2 separate regions of the Hordeum vulgare genome follow, and region 1 is linked to region 2. The links are chromatin contacts, called in public Hi-C maps. All regions are on one chromosome and are shown on one strand. Each heading gives the region's core, a stretch centred on a gene start, on an enhancer-like site or on the middle of the called end of the contact. The rest is flanking DNA. Distances are from core to core; before and after follow the strand shown. Region 1 holds the start of LOC123402224 (cyclin-D3-1-like). Region 2 holds the start of LOC123401805 (multiple organellar RNA editing factor 3, mitochondrial-like).

Evidence for each region. A called contact is a pair of places that touch in the nucleus more often than the background predicts.
Region 1: a contact with region 2 is called in a Hi-C map of seedling, with 3 times the contacts expected there. The contact joins the promoter of LOC123402224 here to the promoter of LOC123401805 in region 2. A contact is called at or near these places in 5 of 6 Hi-C or Micro-C datasets (leaf, seedling and an unstated tissue) and 1 of 1 datasets of contacts at active chromatin or transcription factors (embryo).

Annotation. Positions count from the first base shown.
Region 1 is chr6H:513,644,293-513,647,531 of MorexV3_pseudomolecules_assembly, reverse strand. LOC123402224 (cyclin-D3-1-like) reads right to left here and starts at 1,443. Exons shown (of 6, transcript XM_045096118.1): 1 at 755-1,443; 2 at 462-548; 3 at 256-354; 4 at 1-131. The coding sequence starts at 1,075.
Region 2 is chr6H:513,236,775-513,239,908 of MorexV3_pseudomolecules_assembly, reverse strand. LOC123401805 (multiple organellar RNA editing factor 3, mitochondrial-like) reads left to right here and starts at 1,693. Exons shown (of 4, transcript XM_045095655.1): 1 at 1,693-2,091. The coding sequence starts at 1,733.

The DNA.
Region 1 (3,239 bases), core at 194-2,693, 410 kb before region 2:
AATTTGCGAAGGAAGTAGTCAATAAATGAGCAAGCAGTAACAGCTTGCATCCTCCATTTTAAGGTGCTGAGCACCAAAAGCTCCATCCTTTTTATGGTCCTTCCCTCAAATGCGGAATTCGCCTCAACCACCTGTCAAGCGAAAATCGTCGATTAATTGAGATGAAACTGAAAGAAAGAGCCTTTCAACGATGTGCGTATGCGGAGGTCTGTCATGAGATGGGATGAGATGAGATGAGATGCATCACTCACTGACCTGCAGGTCGACGGGGAGCGGCATATAGGTCTCCTCCATCTTTGAAGCGAGGGACAAGCAAGCCACTGCCAAGAGCTGTGTCACCCAAGCTTTGCCTTCCTGCCATGAGAAACCAATTCCTCCATGATTCCAACAACTTTACGGGATTTTAGCAGGGTTTGCTTCAGTTGCTACTGAGATGATGATGGTGATGAGTCAAGACTTACAGGAAGGGGGTAGACGGAGAGGAACCTATCAAGGTAGTTGACAGACAAGACCGCAGTCAACGGCGCGAAATTGAAATGCTCAATGACCTATGAGCAGAGAATTTGCAGATTCAATCAGCAATCACATCGGGACGGCATCATCGGGCATCAATCCAAGGACAAATCGCCACTAGAACGGGTAAAAAAAAAGGCATCTTTACACGAATCCGGGCCATCGCATCTCGGCACCGCGCCATCGACACAAGTAAACGACGGTTCGAATCGAATCGAGATGCCGGGGGGTGTGGGCTCACCTTCCAAATCCAATCTATGGCGTCCCTCCTGACGGCGGCCAAATCCAGGGCCCCGGGCCGGGGCAGCAGCATCTGGGGGTACCCGTCGGCGGGCATGTGGTCCTTCTCCGTCTCGACGAGCGCCGCCACGCACTCATCGGACTGCACGGGGTGGTCCGCCGGGAACCCCTCCGCCGCGGCGGCGGCGGCGACGCGCGGAGGGGTGGCGGCCGCCGCCGCCCAGGAGCAGTCGTCCTCGTCGTCGTCGAGGCAGAGGATGGCGGCGTTGTCCTCGGCGCAGAGCAGGACGGAGGCGGCGCAGTCGTAGCCGGACGGAACCATGCTGACTCCGCCTACAACCTCCCGAGAATGGCAGCGGCAGGAATGCTTGCTGGGTTAATGAGCAATCAATAAAACCGATGCCAACTGATTTATCTATCTATCTATCTACTATCCCCCGCCGTATCCCTCTTCTCTTGCTGCGAATTTACTTCTTCCCTCGCCCGATTGTTCCTCCTCCTCCTCCCCCTTCCAATCTCCCGGTTCTTGATTCGTCAAAGAGATAAACGAAAAGGATAACTAATTTTTTATTCCTTTTTTCTGCCTGCTGCGTGCTTCTTCTCGAGTGGAGATGAGATGAGAGGGGAGGAGGAGGAGGAGGGAGGGGAGGGGGAGGAGAGCCGGAGCCTGCCTACCCACTGTAGAAGCGGGGTGCGAGAGTGGGGGAGAAGGGCGAGGGTTTTGGCTTTGTAGGGCGCCGGGGGGGCGGGGGGAGGCGGACGCTATTTCGGGGGCGACGCAGGGGGCCGGGCGCAAAACCGCCTGCGACTTCCTGGGGGAGTTGTTTTGTTTTTGGCATTTTCCTGGGAGCGCGGATCCTTTGCGGCCACGACACCAGCTCGGATTTCGCGTGCGCCCGCGTCCATCCCGTGTGTCTGTTTCCCTTTCTTTTCTTTTCTTTCCCTTTCTTTTCTTTTCTGCTCTGTTTCTAGACTGGCCTCCGGTGTAGGTTAGCGATTTGGTGAATGCGGCGATGCGTGTTTCTTGGCTTGTTTATTTGCTTTTACAAAAACACAAACATGGGAAGAAACACCGTGTAATTTTGCAAGTAATTTCGGAGATCTTTCCTTGTATACGTATGGAGAATATCTGGTGATTGTGCTCTTACGGTTCCTCTCCTGCTCCTTGTAATAAATGGATACATACAAGCGGTGGCCGGAAATTTGGCAAGATTTGGGTGCCAAAATTAGCCTGTGCTCTTTCTTTTAGAAAGAAAAAAATGATGGTCCTTAAATCGCCGCAAAATTAATTTCACGACGGATCCTTCCTTGAGAAACGACACTGCGAACCAACGTTGCGCACGTCACGACACGTGATGAGGCGCGTCGGTGGACGCGAGATGGTAGGAGTCGCGCTCCTCTTGGATTTCTTCCCTTGGCCGCATCGGACGGTGCGGCGACTATGAGTACGGCGGGTGACGACCTCTTTCTTGGAGGCATTCTTCACCTTTCCAACGGACGTCGAAAAAGGTCGGAACCGACGCTTTCATTGGTCTGATGAGCTCGGTCATTCAGAACATTGTGCGCATAGAGTGACGTCAAAACGAACGCAATACAAAAACAATTTTTTTTGGGTGAGATGTTTCTTCCCGTCGTTTCTTCTCTCTTCTCTTGTTTCCCTTCGGAATCGTAGGGCGGTCTGGGTAACCCTGGCTCCTCTCCCTCTCGTCTCATGTGGTTTCCATTGTGCGGGTTGAAGTCGGGAGAGCGGCTTCTTCCTGATAAATAATAGGTCTAGGGAGTGTTGTGCAACTAGGGAGTGTGGCACTATGACGGTCTCGAGCTCCCCACTGGCATGTGCAGGTATCAAGCAGTGATCATCGGTGTGTTTCACTTCTCACCTTTCATGGCGAGCCTTTGGGAAGGGAGTGGATCCGTCGAGGGCTCCCCCGGTAAGTCTTGTGGTTCACTGGATCGAGTTGAGGAAGGTGTTGCTCTTTTTCCTTGTGTCGTCATGGTGATGAGAAGGTTTTTGGTGGTCCCTGCTTGCTTGGCTATCTTTTATGCCATTGGATCTTGTCGAAACTACCTCCAGTGAAGGTATTAGAGCAGAAGGTACAACTGCTCCATCTTGAGTTTATTCCAGTGTATTCATCGATGAGCAATTTTTGGTGGTTCCTCGCGGTTGGTTATTGGCCTTGCCGCTCAATCACTGACTCTTCTAGACGAAGGGCGGCCTCTAGTCGCTCGGAGTTCCGTCATTCATCTTCGTTGGCTCATGATCTTCCTCCCGTCTATGATGCCAATAGGCAAGCAGTTTAACTTTAGTTCCAACATCTGCATCCTCTACTTCCCTCAACATTTTACGCTGGAGGTAGGGGCGCAACAATCCGCTCGCCCTAAGTGGTTCTTCCCTAGAGGTGACGGATCTAGCCTGAAACAGAAGCCCGCTGTGGAACAAGGACTACACTATATTTCAGTTCATTCTTCTTCTTCACGGCTCCTCT
Region 2 (3,134 bases), core at 444-2,943:
CTCCTTGTTTTCTCATGGGTTTTCATGGTTTTCTTAGGGTCTTTCATTCCTTGATTTTCTATCACTTTTCTTTGTTTCCTTTATTTTTCCTTGAACACATGTCTACATTTTTATACACATTTTAAAATTTTATGTACACATTGGAAATATTCATACACATTTAACATTTTCAAATACATAATTAACATTAAAAATATATTTGATGATTATTATTTTCATACACATTGTACATTTGTGGTATATACTTCCTCCATTCTTAAATATAAGTCTTTTAAAAAGTTTCACTAGGAGACTACATACGGATGTAAATAGACATACTTTAGAGTATATTTTGCTCCGTATGTGGTCCCTATTTAGGAATGGAGAGAGTATAAGAAAAAATAATAAACATGTTTAACCTTTTTTAAATATATGAGTAACATTTTTAATACACAATCAAGATTTTTTTTAAATGCCTTTTACATTAAACTTTTTAAATACATATTCTACATTTTTCATACAAATTCGAAATATATCTTTTTGTACACATTTAATTTTCTAGAAATACTACATGATTATTAATATTTTCATTTTTTTTGTCTTTGGTGACTACATTTTCAGACATATTGTACATTTTTTGTATATACCAGGAACATTTTTCTATACACGGATAAAGTTTTTGCAATATATGATTAACATTTTTCTTATACACGATCAACACTTTGTAAAATTATGTTTTACGTTTAATTTTTAATACATGTTCTATATTTTTTGTATACACAGGAATATTTTTTGTACACATTTAAATTTTTTAGAGAGATGATTAGTTTTTTTTAAATGCTTGATTAATATTATTTTAAATCCAGGACAAAAAAATTCACACAATGTATTTTTTGTATATATTTTTAGTATACATTAGAAACACTTTTATCCACGCAATTAACATTTTACAAATGCTTTGTTTTCATTTTTTTCAAAACAAATGTAATTTTTTTTGTTATATACATTTTGAGATATTTGGAAGTATAAGAAAAATTATGAAAGAAAAGCAAACAACAGCAAAAAAACATGAAAATAAAAACAAGATGTTGCCACCCGCGAGCTGGGCGGTCTAGTCTCGCGCTCGATATAGTGAGCTTATCCTAGGTCTTGTGTCATGCGAGACATAGTAGCCCCCTAAATTTAAACCAAACATTCAAAATTTATTTCACGTGTAACAATCCCTGCTAGGTTGGCCCACATGGATTAGGAGGCCACGACCTCGGCCAATCTACGTGGATTAAGCCCAGACCCTTTTTAAAAGAACACCACACTTTACTTATCAAATAAGTTTACTGGGATACATAGGTGATCCATGGATCATTAAACCACATCTAGCGATCTTACAGAGTGTAATGACAATCTAGCTAGTCTGTGTGTCTTATCACTGCTTGCGCGGTACTCATTGACAAATACTCACTCCGTCTTAAAATTCTTGTTTTAGGTTTGTTGAGAAATTGATGTATCTAAATATTAAAACTTGACTAGATACATTTATATATATATACAAATCTAAGACAAGGAATTTTGAGACGGAGGGCAAATTCACAACTCTGGAGTTGCCTCTGGGCCCGAACTAAACACGGCTAGGGACTCTGGGCCTGAGCCCAGACACATCGGTCTCGCGCACCAGCATAGCCTGCGCCGGCAAGTGCAAGCCCCTAAAAAAAATAGTGCAAACCCTCCTATTCCGACCTTCCCAAATTCCCCAACCATGGCGGCTGTAGCTGTTACACGCCGCAGGCTCTCGGCGCTCCTCCTCTCCCCCCGTGCGATACCCCGTCGCTTCCTCCTCCTCGCCGGCGCCGCTGCCTCCGCGTCCTCCGCCCACCCCTCTCCGTGGGCGCCGCCGTCGCGAGGGGCGAAGACGGCGTTGCCGGGAAGGCCCGGCCATTCTCCGCTTAACGACCCGTCCCCGAACTGGAGCAACCGGCCGCCCAAGGAGACCATCCTGCTGGATGGCTGCGACTACGAGCACTGGCTCATAGTCATGGAGTTCCCCGCCGACCCAAAGCCCTCCGAGGAAGATATGGTGGCCGCCTACGTCAAGACCCTCACCGCCGTGCTCGGAAGGTATGCGCACTTCTCTGGTTCTGCTATTCATCAGTCTGCGTTTATTTAGATTCTTCGAAAGCATTCTGTATGTCCGGGAACACCGGCCTTGTCCTTGCTGCTTGGTGTGATTTCATCTTCAGGCATATCCGTTCTTTTACGACTAGGGCGGATCATTCATAGTCCCAATCAGTATTAGAGAAACTTTAGTAGAGTCAGCTATATCCCCGGTCATGTATGGGATATGGAGGCCGTGCCAGCGACCGCTGTGCGCAAACACAGAGTTGCCATAATGCGGCCTTCATATCTTTTCTTTTCTGTTCTTTTGTTGCATCAACTCAAAAATCCACACACTCAATTTGAGGTACTAAAACACTAATTTGTGATAACATTGCATTACAAAGTGGTTAAGTAGAAGTAGAAAAGTTGATTGGCGACATTTATTTACTATGTCTTGGAGAAGCACTAGTTGCTCCCCACCGCGACTATGGTGAATGCAGTGCAAGCACACATGCATATGTGACGAGTCGACTGGTCCTCTACGCACGACGGTGTGACGGTCCAGCGACCACGTCTTCGTCCCATTCCTGCCGGCGGTAGTCAAGGTCGGAGACAGATTTTTCAAGACGGGCAAGCCCCAATGTGGTGCGGCTTGTCTCGATGAATGACACCATGTTCATATCGATTGTGTGCCATCTGATGCGCTCCCTCTCAGCCGCCGAGTCCATTTGTTGATCCTTGTAATGGAGCCGGATGGCACGGTCTCTCTTCGCCCGCAACGCCTTCCCAACGCCGGTATGCTTGAAGATTTCTCCGGGGCGGATGGCTGAGGCGTGGGCGGCGTAGCGCTCATCCAGTGCCTCCTTAACAGAGAGGCGGCAGGGAGCACGTGGTGCCCGGTATGAGCTGCGTGGGCGAGCCCTCGCGTGCTCATATGGGATTTGCACTTAGTCGTGTTGGATATCCCAAACAACGCAATGTGTTTTGGGATTTCAGTCCGACCACTCCTCCTGCGCGGGATCCTACAACGCGGCATCCTGCTCCATGGCCTCCTCCATCGCCTT